Linked DNA regions of Mus musculus: regions 1, 3 and 4 are each linked to region 2. The links are chromatin contacts, called in public Hi-C, Micro-C and capture Hi-C maps. All regions are on one chromosome and are shown on one strand. Each heading gives the region's core, a stretch centred on a gene start, on an enhancer-like site or on the middle of the called end of the contact. The rest is flanking DNA. Distances are from core to core; before and after follow the strand shown.

Evidence for each region. A called contact is a pair of places that touch in the nucleus more often than the background predicts. Capture Hi-C pulls out chosen DNA fragments and counts their contacts.
Region 1: a Micro-C map of embryonic stem cells shows a contact between it and region 2, with 3 times the contacts expected there. The contact joins the promoter of Chmp1a here to the promoter of Def8 in region 2. A contact is called at or near these places in 1 of 39 promoter capture datasets (erythroid cells), 1 of 484 Hi-C or Micro-C datasets (embryonic stem cells) and 3 of 115 datasets of contacts at active chromatin or transcription factors (bone marrow-derived macrophages, embryonic stem cells and memory CD8 T cells).
Region 3: a contact with region 2 is called in a Hi-C map of liver, with 2.0 times the contacts expected there. The contact joins the enhancer-like site here to the promoter of Def8 in region 2. A contact is called at or near these places in 3 of 39 promoter capture datasets (the C10 cell line, cranial neural crest and maxillary cranial neural crest), 1 of 484 Hi-C or Micro-C datasets (liver), 3 of 115 datasets of contacts at active chromatin or transcription factors (effector CD8 T cells and embryonic stem cells) and 4 of 9 other capture datasets (adipose tissue, embryonic stem cells, liver and 1 more).
Region 4: a capture Hi-C map of embryonic stem cells shows a contact between it and region 2, with 2.6 times the contacts expected there. The contact joins the promoter of Spata2l here to the promoter of Def8 in region 2. A contact is called at or near these places in 1 of 484 Hi-C or Micro-C datasets (nephron progenitors), 6 of 115 datasets of contacts at active chromatin or transcription factors (bone marrow-derived macrophages, embryonic stem cells and pancreatic cancer cells) and 3 of 9 other capture datasets (adipose tissue, embryonic stem cells and pancreatic islet).

Annotation. Positions count from the first base shown.
Region 1 is chr8:123,211,365-123,214,064 of GRCm38.p6, forward strand. It overlaps Chmp1a (charged multivesicular body protein 1A), which reads right to left and starts at 1,424. Exons shown (of 7, transcript NM_145606.3): 1 at 1,302-1,424. The coding sequence starts at 1,308. It overlaps Spata33 (spermatogenesis associated 33), which reads left to right and starts at 1,494. Exons shown (of 3, transcript NM_177279.4): 1 at 1,494-1,633; 2 at 1,724-1,873. The coding sequence starts at 1,597.
Region 2 is chr8:123,441,636-123,444,335 of GRCm38.p6, forward strand. Def8 (differentially expressed in FDCP 8) reads left to right here and starts at 1,321. Exons shown (of 12, transcript NM_054046.5): 1 at 1,321-1,416.
Region 3 is chr8:123,290,588-123,293,287 of GRCm38.p6, forward strand. It overlaps Fanca (Fanconi anemia, complementation group A), which reads right to left. Exons shown (of 43, transcript NM_016925.3): 21 at 810-886. Among named protein-coding and RNA genes, the nearest start is that of Fanca, 27 kb to the right of the region's middle. Within about 2 kb of position 1,379, at least 7 of the 459 cell types and tissues checked have an H3K27ac peak or open chromatin away from gene starts, as enhancers often do. A contact at or near this core is called in liver, where this site is marked.
Region 4 is chr8:123,234,857-123,237,556 of GRCm38.p6, forward strand. It overlaps Spata2l (spermatogenesis associated 2-like), which reads right to left and starts at 1,402. Exons shown (of 3, transcript NM_030176.3): 1 at 1,294-1,402; 2 at 662-993. The coding sequence starts at 964. 4933417D19Rik (RIKEN cDNA 4933417D19 gene) reads left to right here and starts at 235. Exons shown (of 3, transcript NR_045849.1): 1 at 235-697.

The DNA.
Region 1 (2,700 bases), core at 174-2,673, 230 kb before region 2:
TCCAGCCATTTCACTAGTTTTAGGACACTGGCCAAATCGCCCCCATTTTAGCCCGTACTTTCATGTAGACTCTAGAGGGACTGGACTCTGAAAATCGGGAGAACCCTGTTGTGAGCTGCAGAGTGAACTGTAATGTCAGACAAGGGTCCATCTTCTTCCCAAGGGACAGTCTAGGATTCTTTTTTGCTTGTTTGTTTTTGTTTTGTTTTTCGAGACAGGGTTTCTCTGTATAGCCCTGGCTATCCTGGAACTCACTTTGTAGACCAGGCTGGATTAAAGGCGTACGCTACCACGCCTGGCTCAGTCTAGGATTCTTACGTCTTCTACAACAATGACACAGTACTTTAGCTTTCTACATTTCAGAAAGCAGTTTAAAAACAAAACAAAACCTCCATTACAGCCCTAGGCGGTGGCACAGACCTTTAATCCCAGCAGTGGGGAGGCAGAAGTAGGCAGATCTCTGAGTTCAAGGGCAGCTTGGTGTATACAGTAAGTTCTAGGCCAGCCAAGGCTACATAGAGAAGCAGTCTCATACAAACAAAAACTCTATGATACTAGCCCATAAAACCTATTATGAGTTCCTTGGGAGTCTAGAGGTTGGAGCCACGGCAGGTCGAAGTGACTCGTGACTCATACTGCTACGGGTGGTTCCCTTCCAACCTGTTAACCTAAGGTTAACCGGGCCCTCCTACTAGGAGGGAACCCAAAATCCTACTGTTTGGCACTTGAACTCCTTTGTATCTTAATTACTATTTCTCTGGGTACTTTTCTGGTGCCTTCTGACCACACTCCGTTGTCCCCAAACAGAAACAAAACAAACAGGGAGAGTGGCTAGTGGAAGTGGCCTGGATCGGGGGTCGGGTGTAGGATCATTTGGACAAGATTCAGGGTTTGGATCCCGGGCGTGGGGTGCAGGCCTGGGGAGATCTGGTAAAGAAACAAGACCCAGGGGTAAGAGCTGGCTGGGGGTCTGGAATCAAGAATCGGGAGCTGGCTTCTGCTGGGTTGTGCGATCGAGGCCCAGGAGAGGGTTTCAGCTAGGATGTCAGGGTTCAGGCACCGGGTCGGGTCCTGGTGGCTACACGGGCTGCAGGCCCCAGGGCAGGTCCTAGTCGGAGGTCTCGAGCCCAGTGAGCTGGGGGCGGGTCCCGGTCCGAATACAGGGTATAGACTATGGGTCCCAGGCCCGGGGGGATAGAGTCTGGGGCTGAAGCCCGGGGCGGGTCCGGCTGGGTTATGGGGCTGAGGCGAGACGTCCGCAGACTCCCGCTCCGACCCCGAAGTGGATGACAGCCCCTTACCGTCCATGGCCGGTCGGGCTAGCACAGCCCTCGGGGCGGCGCAGGGGACGCGATGTTACGGACCCGCTGTCTCCGCGAGGGCTTCCGGGGTCGCCACCGCTTCCGGTCGCGCGGCCGGCTGTCGCGAGAAGATAGCTCCGGGGCGGGGCTTGGGCGGGGCCTGGGCGGGGCTCAGGCACGGCTCGCGCGGCACGCGGTTGCCATGGTAATGAGCTCCCGGAGCCTAGTGTGGGTTTTGTGAGTCGGTCGGGTTAACCGGCCCCGAGGCCGCCCGGCTGGAGCGGCGGGGTCACCTATGGGCCAGTCGAAAAGCAAACCCAGAGAGAAGAAAGGTAAAGGGCGCCGCCTGGCGGCGAGGCCCGCCCTCCGTGCGGGCGTCCGCGGGCTGTAGGTCTAACGGCTTGTCCGTCCGTGTGTTTCAGAGGAGGAGAAGAGCACTACCACTTTAGTTACAAAGTCTAAGGAGAAAGTAATGGAGAAGGAGGCCAAGCAGTCTGACAAGGAGTCGCAGCCTGCCGAAAGCCTGTTGTTCGCGACATCCAAGCACTCAAGGCCGTCGTCTTCGTCTGAAGGTAGGGAGATCCAGAGGAGACCGGCCGCGGCAAGGCAGCAGGGATGGGACCTCTTTCTAAGGATGATGACCCGGGAGGTAAATATTACAGGGTTCTCGGTGCAGGGAAGGTGAGCGAGAGCACTGCCCTTGGCTCTAGGCTAGGCTATAACAGGGATTTCAAGGGCATCTTGTATATCTGGAGACCCTGTTTCAGAAGGAAAAAAGAAATTGAGACGAAACTTGAGCGATCCATAAAGTGTTCCCCAAAGAGGGTTAGTAGGGTGCTCTCTGGTCCCACAGTGATCCCTTCAACATGTTACAGCTTGGAGCAGAATTCTCCTCGGGTGATTGGCCAGGCTGCTGTGTGACTGACTCCTGAGCGGAGAGGGCTTGGTGTCCCTCAGCCTGGCCACAAAGATGGGAGGGCGTCTCAAGGTAGAAAGGACCGTGAGTGGGACAAAAGTGTTTCTTTTCACACCCAGCATTTGGCAGACACCAGAAACTGCTGCGAATTCCACTTTTCCCCGAGGCAGACGTTTGGCCTGTTTCTACCTTTTATAGTAGCTTGGTATGGCCACACAGAAGGAAACGTACAGAGCCTTCCGACACTGTGACACCCCCCCCCCCCCCATTGTCAGAAATAGAACTGTTGCAGGTTTAAAACAAGGAAGGCATTAGGAATTGGATGCTTTGTCTTTCTGGTTCCAGAATGGAGGCCTGTATGAAAAACAGAGCCCTAGGAGGACCTACCCCAGGCTCACTGCCGGAATCTGGTGGAAGCCAGAGGCGCAGTAGCCGAGGACAGTTGAGAAGGATTGGAGGTAGAAAGCACAGACCCTCCTCTCA
Region 2 (2,700 bases), core at 71-2,570:
ACACAGGGATACCCTGTCTCGAAAAACCAAAAAAAAAAAAAAAAAGAAAGAAAAGAAAAAAAAAAAGAAAAGAAAAGAAAAGAAAAAGTGCTGTTGCATCAACGGAGAAACTGTCAAGACTCATAGTAATGAAGACAGGCAGACGTGGCTCCATCCTTGACTCTCTGTGAAGGTGAGGGCCCAGTGCTAGTACAGATATTGGCTCATATCACAAGCACTGGTATAGGCCTTCTAGCACAGAAGTAATAATCCAAAACACTTGCCTTTAGCTCTTAGCCTTTGGGATGAGGAACAAAGAGTCAGTAGAAATGTCAGAGGAGAGTCATCAGACAGTAACGAGTGCCTCTCCGATATCTCTGCTCACAGATGAGGAGGAAGTATTAGGAGAGACATTTGGCTGTGGTTAGGAAAGACTGTATCCTAAAGGCTGAGCCAGAGAGGCCTAAGTGTGGACCTGGCCTGTTAGGGGTAAGGAGGGTGAAGTCTGGTGAGAGAGCTGGGAGGTGAAGTCTGAGGCAGACTTCTTCCCTGGGATCCTCCAACTGCTGGGCTTGAGGTGCAGAGGGAGTCTGAGGGTGCTGAGGCTGTCATGGCTGTGGTGTCACCGTGGGGTGGGGAAGAAGGGCTGGTCCTGAGTCCGGTGGAAGTTAGATCAGACAAAGGAATGTGATCAGGAACGCACTGAAGGTTGGCCTCAGGTGGGAATGATTTATTCACTATCAGACAGAGGTGTGTTAGGTGTGTGGTGTGTGTATGTCTCTGTGTGTGTATGTGGTTTGATGTGCGTGTGGTGTGTGTAGTGTTATGTTGTGTGATGTGTATGTGTGGTGTGTGTAGTGTGTGTGGTGTGTGTAGTGTGTATGTAGTGTGTCATGTGTGTATGAGGTGTGTGTGTATGTGTATGGTGTGTATAGTATGTGTGTAGTGTGTATAGTGAGTGTGTGGTGTGTATGTGGTATGTCGTGTGTGTGTCGTGTGTATGAGTGTGTGGTGTGTAGTGTGTGTGTATGTGGTGTGATGTGTGTGTGTGGTGTTATTGTTGTTTTCTCAGATAGGACCTTTGGAGCTTGAGACGCACCTTAAATGTCTCGATGGTGGTGTCCTGGGGACAGCTGAATGTCAGTGTTGGGGATGTGGGGACATTGAGGGGTTACCACTGTGGAACCATTCCCTTGAATGCAATTACTAAGGCGTGGGGGTGGGGGAACTCAGGAGAAAAGACTCAGGGCAAAGGTAATGGACTCTATGGACCAGAAGCAGGAGACTTGGAGGTGCTCCAGCGAGCCAGCAGGGCAATCGGTGTCATGAACCTCCTGGCCGGAGGCGGCAGCAGCGGGCGGAGGAGCCGGTACAGTGTATCAGCGGCGGCGAACTACAGTGTAGCCAGCCGGTCCGGTACAATGTAGCGGCAGCCAGGTAAGCCAGAAAGCGGTCTCTGTAGGTGTCGGGGGGGTCTGGTGGGAAAGCAGGCGAGGGTCCAGATCTCAGCATGCAATCGCCACTGGTCGGACTCCGGGATCGGGCTTCTGACCCACGCACTCATGGTGCAGAACTGGCAGAGGCCTCAAGCAAGACGTCCAGCTCCCGGCTGCCGCCTGCTGGCTCTCCGCTGTGCGCAAGGCCTTGGTGACCTCATTGGTCCCCGCAGTACGTAGGGCAGAGCTTAGCGTCCACAGATGCCGACCCCCACCCCCAATCACCGGGTGGCTTCAGAGCCTGAGTATGGGACTCCCGGCCCAAGGACCCGCAGGGACTCGCCTTCTGCTATGTTGAGCTTTTCTGAGCCTTCGGTTTCACAACTATGAAATGGGTGAGGAAGGTCGTAGAGACCTGCCCCAGTGGGGACAGTCGCATCCTCAGAATGAATTCACGTTATAGCGGGTAGAAATGTGAGGTGCGCTTTGTTGCGCCTTCTGGGGTAGTTGAGAATTATTAACACTGGTCCTGCTTGGCCTGGATTGCCTGTCCATCCTTTTTAAGGGTGTGAGCAAATAGGATGTACTTTGGACTCCTGTGGCCCTTGGACTAGCACTTTTTGGTGGCTAAAGTAACACACCGGAGGCGGGCTCTTATTCACCATAATCTGTCTTGAACTTTCACCCAGTGCCTCTGATGTACCACAGACCCTTGGTCTTACTCTGAGGGTTTCAGTTGTCAAGTTGTAATTATTATTCGATTTAGGAGAGACCTCTGCAGGGGCTGGATGGAACAGTTTTCTTTTTTTTTTTTTTTTTTTTTGTCCTTTCTTGAGTATCTTTCCTGAGGCCAACCACGGATTCTGGGTGCAGATCTCTGTAAGGCTGGTGGGGAAATAGGAGATGGGGTCCTACTCAAAGCCGGCTGTTGCTTCCTGCAGCCTGGGCTGGGCTGAGGTGCTGTCTATTCGTACTCAGCTGAAAGAGCAATATGGTTCTCCAAACTGGTTCCAGACAAACCAGGAAGATGGGTTAAATGGCTCCATTGCTTAATTCATTCCTTGCTTTTGTTCCTGGTCAGGTGGTGGCAGTGCCAGTCAGGACATACATAAGGGAGCCATTTTCCTGGGAAAGGTAGCCCAGAGGAGAGTGGAGGGCAAGCTCTGGTCAAGGTCTCCCTGTCCCTCTGACTATATTCTAAACCATCGGGAGGTTTCCAGAGAAGGCGTCTGGAAGGGGCTCCTGTGGGCTCCACCCAGTTCCTTTAGACTGGGCTGGTCACCAC
Region 3 (2,700 bases), core at 129-2,628, 150 kb before region 2:
GGGCTCCATGCCAGTCCTACACATGAAACTGGGGATGAGCACATGCCTGTAATCCCAGCGCTTGACAGGTGGAGGCAGAAGGCTCAGAAGTTCAAGGCCAGCCAAGGATACAGAAGACCCTGTTTAATAAATAGTTTAAGCTGCAAAGACCAAACCTGAACACTGGCTCCTTCTCTAGATGCCCCCTCACTGCTGACAGAGCCACACGGCACTGAGGAATGGTTGGACATGCCAGCCCCACTTGGCAGGGACGTCAGCTCACGGGTCACGGCTTCCCAGGGCCAAGCAGCTCTATCACTGTTCTCATAGGTACAGATATCCCCAACCCAGGCTGCTGGGTTTGATTCCACGTGGTGGATCATCACCGTCTGTCTGTACTAGAGATCCAACCCCCTCTCCTGGCCTCTGCAGACCCCGGGCATACACACGATGCAGACATACAATAGGCAATAACACATACACATATATAAAATAAAAAACCCTCTAACATACTACAAGCAAACTGTCCAGTTAGAGAATAACCGTGCTTGACTGCAGTATGCTGTGGCCCTAAACTGTTCATGGAGACATCAAATACAGAGCAGGTTGTACACCATGCTTCCTAGAAGGTAGGGGCGTGGCTAACTGTCAAGCCCTCCAAGACAATAAGCCCATGAGCTCATTGTTTGGTCCCCAGGTACCATGGGCAGGCAAAATCACAAGTCTGCCGAACCTGGGTGAGAAAAATCAGTCCACTGAAGACGGATGCAGGTGACCAGCATGTCACAGGAATGGAAAGTACAGGAACTGAAGGTGACCAAGAGCCTTACTTTCAGGCTGCTGCTTCTCAGCAGAGGCACAGGCTTTCCGGTAGGCATCGTAGATCGAGGAGGGAATCTTATCTGCTCTAGATAAAAAGGAAGCAATGTCACCATCAGCTATGACAGTGTTTCGGTTCCAGAGCCACCCCGACAGTGCACACTGTATCATTTCGTGTTTTAGTCCTTTTTTCTGGTGCTGGGAATGAATCCACTAGGCAAACGGTCTACCACAGGGCTACATCCCTAGCCACTTATTAGTTAAAAATCATTAAAATCTTCAGGTGACATGCAGCAGCCTGTGCGACCATCTCTAGACTGTCTCTCTCATGATGGTTCTGGACTGTCTGTTTGGGACGGTCTTTTTCTCTGGAGCACAGCCTCCCGTTTGAATTTTGCCAGTCTCAGAAGGTAGGACTGAGGCAGCCTCAGTTCCACGAGACTATCTGTGCTGACCTCTCTCTGTGTGTTATTTCCAGCGGCACCCAAAGCCACGTGTTACTCAGTGAGACGCCTGGGTAGGTCCACCCTGCCAGGTGGCTGTGGCCAATGTCACTGCAAACCCAGACAGCCCTGGTTCCTATCAACACTTCTACGTCACTATGACAAACACTGTCAGCGAAGGACACTTGCAGAGGAGCAGGAGTGTAGCTCAGTGGTAGAGCCCTTGCCTGGTGCACACAGGGCTTGGGTTCTATTTCCAGTACCACAAGAAGAAAAAACAAAAACAAAAACAAAAAACTAGATGAAATAAAACTTTTGGGTTTTTTTTTTTTTTTTTATTGGTTGTTTGTTTTGATGAGAAAATCTCACTATGTAGCCCTGGCAGACCTGGAACTTATTATGAAGACCAAGCTCTCCTCAAACTCACAGACATGAGCCTGCCTCTACTTCCTGCTTCTACCTTTCAAGTACTGGATGTACCACGGGGCCCAGCTTGAAATAAAAGAAACCTAAAAAGAAAAGAGAAGAGAAGAGAAGAGAAGAGAAGAGAAGAGAAGAGAAGAGAAGAGAAGAGAAGGAAAGCAAGCAAGCCTCGGACCAAACTAATAATCATTTACAAAACTGGGTCCACAGCCAATGGCTATGACTCTGTGAAAGTCAGCCAACTAATGTTTTCATACCACATTCTGCTAACCCTTCAGCAGAGCAGAATCTTTGACTCAGCAAACAGAAAGAAGTTAACCAATTCATATATTAAGATACTAAAAGCAGCCACGGTACCTGAGAGGACTAGAGATACAGGCACTAAATGGAGTTGAGATCAGACATGGTGGTCCATGCCTGTAATCTTAGCACTTAAGAAGAGACAGATGTAGGGAGGTTAGCCTGAGCTGCACAGTAAGACCTGTCTCAAAACAAGTAAAAGCAGGTGTAGTGTGGATACCTGTACTCTGCGCTTGGGAGATGGAGCAGGAGAATCGGCAGTTCTAGGCTAACCTTAGCTACATGATAAGCTCAAGTGTGGGCTACATGAGACTGTTTCAAAAGACAGCAACATAAGGATGGTGTGGTAGTTTGAATATGCCTGGCCCATGGGAAGTGGCACTGTTAGGAGGTGTGGCCTTGTCAGAGGAAGTGTGTCACTCTGGGGGTGGACTCTGATGTCCTATACTCCAGTTCCACCCAGTGCAGATGAGTCAGTCCCTTTCTGGCTGCCTTTGGATCAAGTCCCTTTCTGGCTGCCTCTTGGCTCCTCCAGCACCTCGTCTGCCTGGATGCTGCCATGCTTCCCACCATGATGATAATGGACTGAACCTCTAAAACTGTAAGCCAGCCCCCATTAAATGTTTGTCTTTCTCAGACTTGCCTTGGTCATGGTGTCTCTTCACAGCAGTAAAACCCTAACTAAGACAGATGGCTTGTGGTGTTTGTTTTTTTAAAAACAGAACTTTATACATTT
Region 4 (2,700 bases), core at 152-2,651, 210 kb before region 2:
ACTATTTCTGAACTATTCAGTGTGAAGGCCACGCCTGGCTGCCTCTGTCCTCTGGGGCGGATGGGTGGGCTTCTAGCTTGACAGAACTGAATGAAAGTCCTGAGATCTCAGGTATTCCCGTGGAGCAGCAGGCTGGTGGGGTGTGGAGGGGGAGACGTTACCATGACAACCGGTGGAGGTTTACCTCGCCCACGTGCATTCTGACGTCATTGCCTTCCCACTCAAAATTAGCTCAGAGCGGCCCTACCCCCTCTAAGTGGTCTGCCATCTGACCTAAGGACTAGGCCAGCCCTGGACCTGGCCGCCTAACCTGGACCCAGGCAGGAATAAGATCCCTGCTGTTCTGATCTGCTGTTCTCTTCCCAGTCTTAGCAGCCTCCTTTTACAGATGGGGACCAGTCCACATCTTAGAGGAGTTAGGATGACCATAGGACATCAAGTACCTCCCTCACCCACCCACGTCTACCCTAGAATTTCCATGGCAACTAGGGCAGTGAGACTACTTTGAGGACAGCCATATAAGTTCTAGGTGAATGACTGGTAGGCATGCATCCCAACACGCCCACGAGCCCTCAACGCAGAACCCTCCCCTGAAGAGGATCTGCAGCCCTCAAACAGCCTGGACAAGGACGGGAGTGAAGGAGCACCACTGATGCCATACCTTGATAGTGGTGAACTCCTTTCTCCAGGGCAGCAGGTACAGGTGCACAGCGGCCAGCTCTAGGAGCTCAAAGGCGCGGGCCAGATCTTGGAGGGCCGGTGCCAGGTCAGCCCGCCCCCACAGGCCATCAGTGAACAGGGCTAGCGCATCGTCCTGTAGCGCCCCGTGCAGGTCAAAGTCTTCCACCAGAATCTGCCAGAGCACCGCGCGCAGCGAGGGGTCGCCGCAAACGCCCGCGCGGCCGCGCCGCAGCTCGCGCTCCAGGCACTGGCGATAGTCCTCGGACAGTGAGCTGCTGCCCATCCTGATCAGGTCCGGGATGAGGTGTCAAACTAGAGACCATGTCATCTCAGCTGTGTGTGCGACTCTCAACCCCGCACCCAGCAAGCCCAGGGCTCCCTCCAACCTGGAAATAGGGACCTTGGCAGCTTAGCCAACTCTCGGAATCTATGGTCCCTGAGACGTGGACGCTGACAGCTCAGTGACCACAGTATTTGTAGCCTCCCCTCCCCAGGACACCTTCAGCCCCGCTTGCTGAGCGTCCTCGTATCAACAGCTCCGCTCCCACTAGCTGAACCTCTTGCAGCCAGAGCCCCTCTCCCACTGACGGTCCCCGTGGGCGGCGGTGCTACCTGCTAGTCGCCAGCTATTCCAGAGAGCTCCGCTTGGGCCTGGGTCTCTCCTCGCTCTTCCGCAGAAAGTCAAGCCCGCCCCTTGGCCTTGGTCGTGACGTTGGTGGGCGAGGCTGGAGTCGGGTGCCGCCCTTTCGGCTAAGTAGGAGGGTGGAGGTGTAGGCGTGGCCTGGGCGAAGCTGGGCGTGGCCCTCCCCTGCAGCTCACCTTTTGAAGTTCTCTCAGATTCACTAGTTAGTCTTTCAGCTAGTCTGAGTGGGAGTACACAGTGGGTGTATGATCACTGGTCGCCAAGATGTGCCTAGCGGAACCGGTCTGAACCAGGCTGGACTTTGGCTCCTCAAGCCAACCCACAGAATAGCCAAATACCGGCTAGGCGGGGCCTGTCTTGGCAGATCATGGACCAAAGGAGGTCAAACACACGTATTTAAGTACAATTTAAAACGGGTGGGGTGGTGGACTGCCCAGTGGGTATGAGCACCTGCGTGGCAGCTCATTTTTTTGTCTTTAACTCCAGTTCCCAACATCCACTTCTGGCCCCTGCATCTGGTGTTTTTGATGCACATGCATGCAAACAAAATAATTATAAATAATAGAACGGGAGGTCCTTCGGACTGCCTCTGCAGGCTTTGTTTCCTGGTCTCTGGCACTTCATTTCTTAGTCCCTGAGAAAGTCGGTTAGGGAGTATTTGAGGCAGGATGAATGTATTCACCCTCCAGGACAAGGTGTTCCTTAAGTGTGTGACCTACAGACCTTCAAAACTGACCGGGATCCTGAAATCCAAGAATTGGTCTGGGTGACCTCAGGGAAACTGTTAACCTCAACTTGCTGTGGTCTTAGGCAACTCACTCAGGACCGAAGGCACCTTCTCCTTAATCTTAAACCCTAAGCTTCGTGTAAGCAGTAGCTTTTGCTTCATCCACTTCTGGGCAGCCTGCACCCTCGATCTCTCCAGCTCACCAAGCCTAGGCCAAGTTTGATCAAATAGAACCTGGCATAGGGGAGGTATCTGTCTTCTTGAATTTCTCACAGTCAAAGGACTTCAGATCGTGTAACTAAGCAGGCCACAGTCCCCAGGTGCCCTGCTGGCTATCACTGAACATAGAGGTCTTTTGTTGTGAGCTCACCAATCCAAAGGGGAACCTTGGTTGGCTTTCGAGGTTGCTTCAACTCACAGTGACATAGTTTAACTTCTGACAAATCATAAAGATTCCATGCTTGCCTTGTTTCAAGACAAGCCTGGATCCCGCCTGCGGCAGAACAAGGGGATTAACAGAAAAAGGAAGAGGCCTTGGGGGCAGGGGTGTGACCCTGAGGTAGAACAATTGCTTGCTTTGTGTAAGGTCCCCAGGTTCAGTCTCTAGCATTGCAAAAAATTATGTTACACTAACGTCGAAGCTAATGTT